2 separate regions of the Drosophila melanogaster genome follow, and region 1 is linked to region 2. Evidence: chromatin contacts called from public targeted proximity ligation data. All regions are on one chromosome and are shown on one strand. The core of a region is the stretch at or near the end of the contact, and the rest is flanking DNA. Distances in the headings are between cores, read along the strand shown.

Evidence for each region.
Region 1: a targeted proximity ligation map of the Kc167 cell line shows a contact between it and region 2, with 7 times the contacts expected there. A contact is called at or near these places in 12 of 107 Hi-C or Micro-C datasets (the Clone 8 cell line, the Kc167 cell line, the OSC cell line and 6 more) and 2 of 7 datasets of targeted methods (both in the Kc167 cell line).

The regions. Positions count from the first base shown.
Region 1 is chr3R:9,212,293-9,219,219 of dm6, forward strand. It overlaps pum (pumilio), which reads right to left. Exons shown (of 13, transcript NM_001275474.1): 4 at 6,230-6,471; 5 at 5,907-6,033; 6 at 5,695-5,813; 7 at 1,685-1,973; 8 at 1,468-1,554. Among named protein-coding and RNA genes, the nearest start is that of lncRNA:CR45196, 12 kb to the right of the region's middle.
Region 2 is chr3R:9,067,293-9,073,571 of dm6, forward strand. It overlaps pum (pumilio), which reads right to left. Exons shown (of 13, transcript NM_001275474.1): 11 at 4,460-5,737; 12 at 4,215-4,383; 13 at 1-4,145. The coding sequence ends at 3,653. Among named protein-coding and RNA genes, the nearest start is that of Ada, 5.2 kb to the left of the region's middle.

The sequences.
Region 1 (6,927 bases), core at 884-3,383, 140 kb after region 2:
TGAAAAAACACAAAGTCGGATTTCTGTTGGATAAAAGAAATGTTTAAATGCTAAATATTTAAACATATTTATTTAAGCATATTAGGCTATGAATACATTTACTTTGTTTAGAGTTCACTAAACGACGCATTCCCTCCAATTAACTCTGTTTGATCAACACATATGAGCTGAATGCATTAAATGTGTCTGGAGTGTGCTTATTGAAAACTTTACGCAAAACACAGGAAGCGCATTAAACTTTCACCTTTCTGGCGCCACAAGCAGCATCAGTTTTTCATCCGTAATGACATTCCAGCTACTTTGACCCGATCAGGATACAGTTTGATGCTTGTTGCTCCTTGCTGTTGCTCGACCGTTGTTGGCTTAACAACATTTTCTGACAGTGTGTTGGCTTTTTCACTTTGATGCAATTTTGCGCAGCACACTTTCAGGCAGCTCACTTAAAACACACACACACACAGGCCAACAAAGAGCTACGATAAAGTTTTCCCGCTTCGGTTTTCCCCCCACCTTTTTCTCCTTTGGGCCAGAAGAGAAGACAAAAGCGACACAAAAATGCCTGCAGGATGTGTGGAGCGAGCGATAAAAAGCGGAAGTGCAGATTGCCCCAGCCTCAACGACGACTAAAGTGTGGAAATGTCAATTTGCTTTGCGGCCAACAGTTGAAGGCCAAGGGGGAATCGGGCGGAATGAGCAGAGAGAGATCGAGGGAGGATATAGCATCGGTAACTGCAACAACGCATATTGATTTTCAATTTGGCAGCCAAGGGAGAAGGGCTGCCTGTTGGTTGTTTGCTAGATATAAAGCTGAAGTTAACAGAAAGAAATGACATTGACTGGGGCCGGAATACAGTCTGCACTCGCAGAGAGAGGAATATTAAATATGGAATATTAATGGGATTCCAAACGGTTAAAACGGTTCAGGAATTTTGGCATTGAGTCTAATCTCTATTGTTAGTAACTGAATAAAACTAAACATTTTATTATTAAATTTCCAAACCAAAAATTGGTCATTCGTTTTCCCTTATCGAGTGCCCACTGTAACCGCAGGAATGTGAGCGAGCCTAACCAAAGGCTGGTTTGACAGCCACTGGCACACAGAAGCACCAGCTTAAAAGCAATTTTGTGGCTAATAAATCCGATTTCCGTTTTGTTTCGAAATAAATTGCATGCAACGAGATGGGCACTGCGGAGGATGTCGGATGGTAAATCGAGAAATGGAGAGTGGTGCATTGGGACTCAGTTTTGTGCAAGGCTGGCGGAAATGGCTACCAGGGGACGCAACAGCCGCATCCGGCGGATGTGGAAAATTAGGCAGCCACTGTGACTCCAGCACACAGTTGACTTGCCTACTCCCATACCACCCACTCACATGACCCAAATTTTCGGTTGCGAACCCACAATGAAAATGTCACTCTGGGGACCATGGAAACAACAAACTGTTCGGTAGGATTTATTTCAACTCACCTGAACATCAAAATTTTGCTGCTGCAAGAGATTTCCGGGAGATTCCATGTGATTGGGTCCAGCTGCCTGGTGATTCAACATTGGTGACTGTAAAGTCGAATTTACAATTAGTTATTACACTTCTTAATTGAAATTAACTATTTAAAGTTCTAATTAAATTTATAAAATTTTGATCTTATCTATTAAACTTTTGTTCACTTAAACTTAACCATCCTACCTGTGCTGCCATTGGCATTCCGCCGCCAACGCCGTTCATCATCGGCGGTTGCAATTGACTCATCTGGGCGGCCATCTGCTGGTGGGCCGCATAAGCGCCGCCTGCCCCGCCTCCGCCGCTGCCACCGCCGACTCCGTTGCCAGATCCAACAACTCCGCCCAAGCCGCCTCCCATGCCTTGGCCATGATCCATGAGCATGTGATTGAAGGGCAGTGGAGGAAAGAGTAGATTGGGGGGACGTGGCTGGGACTCCTCTGCAGGTGATGGTTGACGTGAACCAGGAGTGCGACTAGAATAAAATGAAAGTTAAAAAATATAATAAATATTTGTTTTTAATTATTTAAGCTATAGATTTCACAGTTTAAAAGAAACAAAGGATCTTAACAGCATGTTATTTAACAGTGCAGTCTCAAACTGTAATAATATAATTTTGAACTGTGGAAAGTTTGTGAGTAACTGTATTCACCACTTAGCCGTGGCATAAACCTTTTTCTTATCACAGATTCTCAAACTGTTAAGTGTACTAAAAAGTATTTAGAACAGAAGGAATAAAGCAATTTATTTGAAATAAAAAATCTCAAACTTTAAATTATAAATTAAAACTAATCTAAGAATAGTGGAGCCTAATTTGCCGTCATAATATTACTACCAACTGCACAGTTTTGCAGCTATTGGCCAAACACCGGGTAAAACAAAAGACTTAAGCAGCAAACTTGTTTCCAAATGACTCGTGACGTCAGCACTCCAGCTGACCAGCGGTTCATAAATTAAACACAGCATCTGCATAAAATCAGCGAAACGAGCATCGTTTAACATGCAAATAAAATGGTCGAGCCAAACTTTAGATCAAACTGGAAATGTTTGCCACTGTATGTAGTATGGTGAGTCAGTCATGCTGATAAATTAATTAATGCATTTATCTCGGCACGGCAGCTTCCATTCATTCATCGCTCTTAACCCACTGCACCCAAGTCGATGACTCTGCAAGCACAGTGATTTTTACTACACTCTACTCTGCACATTGTTTTGCCTCTTTTCTTTCTAGCGTCAAATGCATGTGTGCTCGTATGTAATTTCCCAGCTATAATTTCATTGCCAGGTCATTCACACCGCATTATTAACAATACATGTGACTTCAGAGAAACAAGCTTGGGAGCAGAACAAAAGTTTAGCGCTCTCAGCCAAAGCAGCTGGGGAAACAAATATCCAAAGCGAAGGAATTAATTACTGTTAATCCAACTGTAATGCAAAGTGCATTGCTACTAAAAGCTTGTAATTTCTATAATTTCTAAGCAGCTTACGTCATACACTTTGAGATCTTTTTGACTACCTGTATTAGTCATATAGCTTAGCTACGTATATTTTAGAATTCTGTCGGTGATTACCAACCATCTGGCTGGTAAACAAACCCAGTCATGACGCCAGCCAAGCATAAAAGGATTATCTTCATTTTTATATAACTCTTCTCTTAATTTTGGCTAGCCACAAATCTAGTACTTTTTTGGGGTTCCAATTACAGTCCAGCTGAATTTATAACGAATTCAAAGCTTAGATTTCACACTCTCACTTTTCATCATTTTGTAGAGCGAGCGTCTAGTTTGACCGAGGTCAGGTATTCATTGGCAACTTTCCACTGGCCCCCGAATTCTAAGAGTCATGTCTGACCTAGCACAATGTAGTATGTTCATACAATCCCATTAGCTCCGCTGCTCCGCTTTCGGTGACCCAAAATTTTCACTTTTCAAGACAAAAGAAAGTGCGGCCACCAGTGGAGCGAGAGAGGGCAAAGAGGCGGGAAAACCAACAAAAAATGAGGCATCGGCAGCCAAAAAGGTCAGAGTGGTAAGCGGGAAAGGGCGCTGAAAGGGGAAGGGGCGTCGGTTGTAATGGGTTAGCAGTAGTCTGGGTCACCTGGCAGGTGGCAAAAGAAGAAGCAGCAATCAGTGTGTGTGTGTGTGTGTGTGTGTGCCAGTCAGGTGAGTCACTTGGCTGTCCACTTTTGCCTGCCTCGAATTATTTTTAGCAGCGCTTTTCGCCTTTCAATGTTTTCGCAACTTTAATTTCAAACAAAATGTACAATAACAAACAGAGCCATATAAAAAAGAAACCTCCAGCCGCAGTAGCAACAAAAAAAATAGTGGTAATACAAAAAACCAACTGAAACCCACGCTGTAATGCAATATCTAACGAAATCTAATCAAAATGTGTATAGCAAATACAACATAATATATAAAAAAAAAAACTTTACAATTCAATTTCATCAGCCCAATAATTCTATTGAATTATGTTTCTAACTACTGCTTACTTCCTTTTACTTAATTTATTTATACATTTATATTGTTTGTTTCAGACATGATCTAAAGTTCCTTGTAATCAGCGTTGCAATCTCATACAACTCAAACTGAAGCCGGAATGAGTATCGATTTCTTCGAGCTGATCTTGATGCAGGTGATTTTTATCGCTGCTTCTGTGGCTCTTCTGCTCGCTGGCTGGCTGCTGTTGTTGTTGCCACTTACATCATAACAGTTATTACGTTTGGCATTGAAACATGTTTGGGCCAACCGGCAATGAAATTGCAAAACAGCGTCAGTGGACAAAAAAAAAATAAAGAAACTGAGAAACCAGCCGGCTGCCACAGCGGAGAGTGAGATATAGATATAAGTGCGAGAGCGAGAGAGGGAGAGAAAACCGCAGACTGGTTTCTTTTTCTTTTGTTAGTCCTAAAAGCTAGTTGCTGGTCTCTCATGCATTTGTTTTCGGCTAAATGTTGTTTAAGTACTGCAGCTTGATAAGAGGAAGTGGCCCAGAAATTGCAATAATTGGAATTGTATATTTAAGTACGCTTTAAGAATAGACCTAGACCTTGATGAACGCAATAATAGTCGAATTCTAGATCAAATCTAGTTGCATCATAAAGCTTTATTCCAATTACTTGCTAACTTGCTTAACCAATACAAATTGTCTTTGAATTCAAGCTTAGGCACCGAGCAGCACTCCTCCTACAACTTTTGAGCATAACTCTTTCAACATAACTGCACAAATTCCAATTTAACTCACTCAAAGTGTCGTCGTATTTTCGTTGCGTCAACTGAAAAAGGCGTTAAACGCAGGTGGGCCGCCTCACGAGGAGAAAAAAGCTTTCCCCATTGCCATAAATAACAATTAAAACTTAATAATAAATAATGTAAATGGAAATGGAAATACGAAAACCGTGGGCAGACGCACAACAATCACTTTGCAGCTTTATGTCACACATGAATACGAAGATATGGCAATTGCAGGTGAAGTACAACGAAAAAATGTGGGTTAAGACCCGGCCGGTAAATATTTCAGGTAATTGATACGAATTTTGTGGGTCAACACTTTTCGATAATTTAATATTCAAGGTTTGACTCTTAACAATTAACAAGCAAGCCAATTATTAGCATATGCTCGCAAGTAATATATTACTAAATAATACGAAACTAAGGCAATTATTTCCTTAACTGACATCAATATGTAATTGCTAAGAGCTCTTAATTAAGTAATGTAATGCAAAACAGAAAGGAAATGGATTTCTTCATCTAATTACATATAATCGTAGGCCTTACAACTTAAAAATTGGTTATAGTTTTGAATAATGTTAATACCTCTATTGAATAACCTTCGTAAGGAAAAAAAAAAAAGAATGACTAGCCATGTCTATTATACACAGAACCAGTCATAATTTCCTCAACCGTTTGCCAGTCACGATGAAAACTGGAAAACTCCACTTCTTGTCTTGGCTAACAACACACTACACACTGTGGATCGAGTGAAAGTCTATGCAAAAATGAAAGAACCCAACCTTGAACTGGAAAAATTTCAGTTTCAGTAATCATAACTTGAAAAAATTCTGCGGTCAAGAGAAGAGAGGCGAGAAGAACATAGCGAGAAAACCAGTTTTGTCCAACCAATCTAGAGTTTAGAGCGGTCTAGTCTGGGGTCTTTAGTCGGAGTCTGGACCGAGTTGAAAGTTGTCTACTACTCACTTGAAGCCCTTGTCATCGTCAATGCCGTTGACAACACCATTTGAGTTTGTGACCTGATCGTCTTTCTTCAAACCGTTTGTGTCAAACGGAGAGTTTGCTTTCTCCTTATCGTCGCGTGACTGTAATTGAAAACAAGGTATTGTTATTATTAATATCGATTCTATTTGATTTTCTATCTATTCTATTTCTATTTTCATCGTTTAAGACCTTACCTTATCGTTGTCGTCAAACTTTAGATTCCGCAAATGCGGTTCCAATCCGGAAAGCGAGCTATCTTTGTTGGTGGGCGAGCCACTGAAAACATATTCAACCACTTTGGCGCAAGTCGAATCGCGGGGACTGCAAGAGAAATAGCACCATTAGATAGTTATATAAAATTCAAACTAATGGATAGTTGACTGCAGTAGTTCAAACATTTATTAATGACTTAATTAAATGGTTGGAAAAGTTTCGGCGCTTGAAATTTACAAGCGTATTTTGCAACTTCCTTATCTGCACTTCACGCTCCATTGAATCCATTTGTTAATTTTCTCACCTCAGTATGCCCGCATTGCCGCTGTTTGAAGTATCGGAGGCGCCTCCATGGGCGTAGGCTCGCGAGGGGGGCGGCACCAATATATTCTCGCCCTGTGTGGACCAGGTGTGATCCTTCCACACGGAGGAGGGATCCCCGATGCCGGGGATCTGCAGGGGATGCAACGGTCCACCGGGAGTGCTCGAGGATACGCCCTTGCCATCGGATTTCTCCCACAATTTCTTGGCAGTGGATGTGGTAATCTGAAACATTGAGAAAACAAAACCAAATTTATAATTTGCACGCGTATTTTCTTTTTTTTTTTTTGTAATTAAATTATTTTAAGCCAATTTCCGATAAACGGGAAATGGGAATGAAAATTCATAGATTCATTTAATGCTCTATTGAAATGCATTCTCAACTGGCAATTGATGGCTTCCAGGAAAGCAAATATCAGAGAAATCACATCATCGTCTCATTGACAACAATGCCAGCGACATAAATGTCAACGGAACATTGCAAACAAATTGTTAATTAACTTTTGTCGCCCTCCTTTTCTTTTGGGCTGTGTGTGTGTGTTTAACCATTCCCAAAGGAAAACCTTGCGTCATAATGCGACAGAATAAGCCACACCAACCGCCCACACATCTGGCAACTTCCCGACATCCTGACACACAGTTTAAATATTTAAGAGCTTATCAACTGGGCTTCAACCGAAG
Region 2 (6,279 bases), core at 1,694-4,193:
CTCGAACTTGCGCTTTCATTTTTGGTTGTTGTGCCATTTTCTGCAGATTTGGAAGGGCTATAGAGGTTATGGTACGTGTATATTATTTATCTATATTTATTTTCAATGTAATGCTATTCTCGTTAATTGCATGCCGTATTAATATCAATTTTGATTTCAGTTTTGTAGTCATCGCAGCCTTCCATTGAAGCCAATCAGTTGAAACTATGTGTGGATGTGTGCATTTTGGTGTGAGGAAGAGACAATTAAATCGGTTCGAATTGAGAAATAAAACGTTTTCTTTTTGCTACATAATAAACTTGTTTTATTTTTTTCACAAAGAAATTAGCATTAATCGTATTTTGTATAATAATAATAAACATAAAAATCTAATGCATTGTTAAATCAAATGCTCGAATGCAATGCTGTCCAAATTGTAGTTATTTAACTTGTGCCAATCGCTCGCGGTTTACAAAACTAAAGGTCTCGCTCTGTGTTTGTATATTTGAATTTCTCCGTGTGTTCGAGTGTGTAACTACAAAATATTATCGTAATTAATTAATTACTGTTTATTTATATTTATATGTATGTATATGCTTTAATATATATTTATATTTATATATAATTTATAGTTTTACTTGACGCCAGCTCTAGCACATGTCATGCCTTTTAATTTCCGCCATCCTTCCTTCTTTCATTCTTTCCTTTCTTTTTACAACAAATTACAAAAGGTTTATTTATGTCCTTAGCTTAGTTTACAAGGTTCTGCTGTCGAAAAAATTTTACAAATTTTTGCTTCTGCGGTATGCTTTATATTTACTTGAAATCTTGGTTATCTATAGGGCTTTATCGTATTGGGCTTTATTTTGTTTTTACACTTTAGTTTGCGAAAATTTCAAACCAATAGCCGAAGGGTTTTCTGATTTCGCAAATTCAAAATGACCCACTTGTTTTTGCCTTTGGCATACAAAGAAATGCTTGCTTAATTCGCTTCTTTATACGATTACAAGTTTACAGGGAGTTTTTCGTACATTTTAAGTTTTATTGTTTACATTTGTGGTTGTTAAATATTGATCCTTTTTAAGTGGAATTCGCTTTAGATTTTTAGATTTCGACTTGTATACCCAAGTGTCTTACATGCGTGCAAAAAATTGTTACTGTAAAAACTGGGCGTGTGTAGAATACGCCAGCATACGTGTAAATTTCACTGTGCCACGGCACTTCCGCTACTCTACACATGTATTTTACATATACATTATTTTTCTTTTTTAAAAAACGTTTGCCTCACGTCAAGTTCAAAACTAAGTGTAGTACATAATTCTATATGCGTGTATATATGTTTAAATATTTATAGGGATTCGCTGGCTTACACTAACTACTACAGCTAAGCAGCTCGCTGTGTCCTTTGTGTCTGTGTGGGTGTGTAGATGTGTTGGTGTTCGTGTCGGTGTGAGTGTGGGTGTTCGGTGTATTTTACACGTCAAATGTACACGGCGTGTAGCAATGTGTTTAGCCTACAGAAAGCATCTCTACTTGCATTGTTCACTCCGTATCGAACTCGAGAATCCTAAATACAATGTTCATCTATGGATTATTTAAATTAAAATTATCAGTGCATTGCGCTCTAGAGACAGGCAGTTGACAAGTTAATAACTAAAAGTACCAAACAAATAATACCGAGCCCTGCTTGCGCTGTCGCTTGAAATGCGCTCACTTGTTCAGAGACAGGATAATACGGATGTTGCAATGTGGTCATGTTCAATGGGATGGATTAGGGGTAATGGTAAATAGTGAATGATTAATGGTTAATGGGATGGGTGTGTTGGGGGGAAATGTACAGAAAATTACAAATGTTCAATGACTGGTATCCTTTGCTTGTTATATACAAAATACGACAACGACAACGACGACGGTGACGACGACAACAACAACGACACGACAACGAATTTGTGTGTACAAAAATATGCATAATACACTTTACATTGATCTCCAAAAATTGTTTTACATTGGATTTTTGTGTGTTTCGACGAAACCGACAAAAAAGTCTAAATTCGATTTTCTTACCATCTCTCGTTTTCATTATTTTCAGTATTTTAGTATTTGGAATAAGGCGTCGCGAAGTAATCTAAATTTATATCAAAAATGTACAAAATTCTTGGTATTGTTACTTTTTACAATATTCGTTCGTATGTATACATATACAGTTTTTGTTTGCAATTTACAAGTGTTTCGATGACGTTTTAAAACAATTTTATACACTTACGTGAAGGAAGGGTTGGTTAATTATTTAGTATGCCGCACAGCGAATGCATTTCAAGCTTCGCAGGGAGCAACAAGCGCTTTCTGTCTAACATAACAAAGTTAACTCTCCACCTGATTTCGTTCAGTGTGCAGTTGCGAAAGCATAGTGTCGATTTAAATATACATATACATATATCATACATTAAGGTGGGCTAGCAAACATAAAAGGGTCTCGGAAAATTTTGAAAAAAATTGGTTTATTTTGATGGTTATTGTTTTAAAATCCAATTATTATCATTTTTGGCTTACTTGGCTAACAGGTTCTTTTAGCTGGCCACCAGCTGACCAATATCCATGCAGATCGTCGATCGGTGGTCACCAGCTAATGTGTATAAAATTATAAATACATGCGTGAGGTTTAGAATAGAATATGTATGAGTTACTTGCGACTTAAAAAAAATTTACAAAATAAAGTATGTATACATTTTACAGTGAAACATTTGAAAATTACATGGTTTACATGGTTTGTTGTTTGGGGTTTTTTTTTATACAAAATTTTTACATAGTGCAAAAGCAACGTGAATGGGCTGAAGAGTCGTTCATTGTGTGGGTGTATGCAACCGAGTGTGCGTGAGGGGGCGTGGGCGTGTCTCGTGTGTCTCTGTTTTCATTGTGTCTTTGTAGCTGCTGGCTCCAAAAACATTATTACTCTACATTCTACACTAAGTGCGGCTTCTGCTGTTATCCCTCGTATATATGTTTGTATATTAGAAATGGTTCCTCTGTCTGAACTTATAAATCGTAGGCTAATTCATGCAGCCCGCTCTTTTTACTTTCTTTTTTTTCAGCTCGCCGGCTCTTCAGTTGTCTTCTTATTAATTTACAGTCGAAACATTAATCATTTACAGATAGACTTGCTATATAATAATTAATTTATACAAAGTTACAACGAAAATGTACGCAGACAAATCTGTTTCATTGACATTTTACATTACATTCATTATTTTTTCTTGATCGCGATTTACTACGCATTTTTGTTTTCTTTCATCTTTGCGGTTCATGCCTTTTTTTTACAAATTAATTATGCGAGCGCATTTTACAAATATTTTGAAATCTTTTTTCATGAGAACGTTATTAGTTTTGTTCGTAAAAATACAAATTTCTTTTAGTTTTAGCTGTTAAGCTCTTTTGCTTTTTTGCTTGCCAGTGTGCTTCTTTGTTTGCTATTTGTTTCTCTAGATTGGCGCATGTGTGTTTTACTATCCTCTTTGCAAATCTTCGAGTGCAGCTCCATTTATCGCTGCTTTTCCAATAAATAAGATTACATTTATATGTACTTGTTGTTTATGTTAAGCTCTACAGCTTCTAAAAACTATACTGCGATTCGAGAAGGAAGTTTCCTTTGACTGCCTGGCTTAATTTGTTATTTCCTTTACAGCACAACGTTGCCGTTGGTCGGGGGTCCAATGGGACCCAAGCTGCTGTTGACAGCGCCTGACACCACCGAGGACGAGGACTCGGAGGCGTCCGGGGAGGAGGGCTCCACAACCATGGCGCTGCCGTTCTCCTGCACCGAACAAATGGTGGGTGAGGCCAGGCTGTTGGTAGTGCTGGTCGTGGTGGTGCTGCTGCCACTGGTGCAGGCGGTTACCGATGCCGAGGTGGCACCACTGCTGACTGCCGCCGCCGACGAGGCTGCCGGCACTCCTCCAGCTCCTGTGCCCACCGTAATGGGATTGGTTATCTTCATGTAGTACTTCTCCAACTTGGCATTGATGTGCTTGCCGTAGGTGTACTTGCGCAAGGCGGCCATGTGGGGCCGGATCTTGGTCATCAGCTTCTTGAGCTGCGTCGGCTCCGATACATCGATCATTTTTTGGACCACATAGTTGGCATACTGATCCTTCATCATCACGTGCAACGCGCTGCGGAGGGAAAATGAGTTTTGGTTAAGTTAAAGCTAAGAAGGATTCAATTTCCGTGCGGGCACTCACTTGTCGTTGAAGGTGCAGACCTCGTCTATGAGACCAGTGCGTTCTCCGCGAGTGGCATGGGTAACACATTTCTCCACAACGTTTGAGGCGAACTTGTGCTGTGATAGCACCAGAACTTTGCCGCGCACGCTGTTGATAAGAATCGACTTATCCTCCTGCTTGCCGTGTTCTATAAATCAAATATGAAGGTAAGATGATGTATCAGCTATAAGGAATACATGTTAAATTATCAAGTGATAGCTTACCAAGCACATGCTGAATAACATAGTTGCCATATTGGTCCTGAATCAACTGTTCGGTGTGCTCATGCAGTTCGTCCAAAATGGGCGTGGTCTGTTCGGCAGTGCAATGCTCAAGGATTCTCTGGATCACCCGGCATCCATACGGATGGGTGCTTAGCGAGTAAACCTGACCCTTGAAAGCATTGATGATGAACTGCAGCGCCACGGGGTCCACGCACTCAATGCACTTTTGCACCACATGATTGCCATTCTGATCCTTGACGCATTTCAGCACATGTCCGTCCAGTTCGTGGACGATTTCCTGCTGCTGCTCCGGCGAGATGCTCTCCAGAGCCTTCTGAATCACTCGGCAGCCATACATTTGCAGCGCCAGCTGCAGCACATGACCCTTGACCTGCATGCCCAGCGTGTTCTTCTGCTCGGGAGTGCCGAACTCAAAGAACTTCTGGATGACATAGTTGCCAAAGACATCGGTCATCAGGCTATAGGCTGCCGCCAGGATCTCGCTGAACACCATTTGCTTCTCGGCGGCGGTGGCCCGCTCCAACTTCTGTTGGATAAACCGCGAGCCGTGCTGATCCTGTGAGAACTCCACAATGTGGTTAGCGAGATCGCGTAGCTGAAGATTTGGATACCGCTGGTTGCGGAAATCTTCGAGAAGGCGAGATCTTCCTGGCTGTGGGGCACCTCCCACTCCGCCGGCTGCTGCTGCCACCGCCGCTGCTGCCGCTGCCGTGGCAGCCACCTGACGCGAGTTGGCGGCCGCTGCTGCTGCCGCTGCAGCTGCCACAGCTGCGGTACCCGGAATGGCCAGGGGATTCGAGAAGATCGAGCTGTTGGATCCGAACATATTGTTGGCAGCCGCGGCCACCGCTGCCTGAGCAGCTGCTGCAGTCGCCGGCAGACCAACGGCGGCCAGCTGCTGTTGTTGCTGCTGCCGCTGGCGGGACTCGGCTCCAGGTGCCCGACTGCCCAGGAGACAGGATTGCGCCGATGGCGGCGGCGTGATTGGTGCGCCCAGGGGACTGGCCGAAGCATTGCCCGCTCCCAGGGCTCCGTAGGCTCCACTGGCCGCTCCCGACATCGCTCCCGGCCACTTGCCACGCGCTGCGGCGGCTGCTGCGGCAGCTGCTGCTGCCTGGGCCACTGTGCTGTTCACCGCATTGGCGGCCGCTGCCACACCGCTGCTGGTGTAGTCCATGGTCGAGGGACTGAAGGCGGAGGTGCTGCGGTCGAAGGAGTCGCGGCGACCCGTCAACGAGCTCGTGTTCAAGGCGAGGCCTGCAAAAAGTGCAAAGAAAAAATGCATTAGTTAATGATAAGCTATTTGGAAAGGTATAGAGGAGAATGCACGATTTTATGGCAGGACTCAAAGTTGAAAGATAAAAGTAAGGTACATCAATGTGAACTTAATCATGTTAGTTGCATAGTTTAGCACCACCCAGTGCAGCAAATAGCATCACTCAACCGCCGCAGTGACAATCAATCGGCAAATGGAAAATCGAAACCCGGTTTCATCCATCCAGCTTACAGCCTTGGGCGGGATATAAACTCGAAGTGGTCCCAGATATAAAACTCTGACGCAACTGTGCCATTATCCTTTCCAGTCGGTCACCAATGTCGCTCCGTAATTAATCGAGAGAAGCGAGGAGGCGGCTTTGATGCGCCTGTAAAACTTAATTGCCCGCTTCGAGGCGCAGCTGTTGGCTTAGTTTTAGTCACTTAGCCATTTGGCATTTGCAGTGCAGACGATACACATCCCTCTCTCTCTCTCTCTTTCCATCCCACCCCCGCCCGCGGACATCTATCTCTGTAAGCCATAA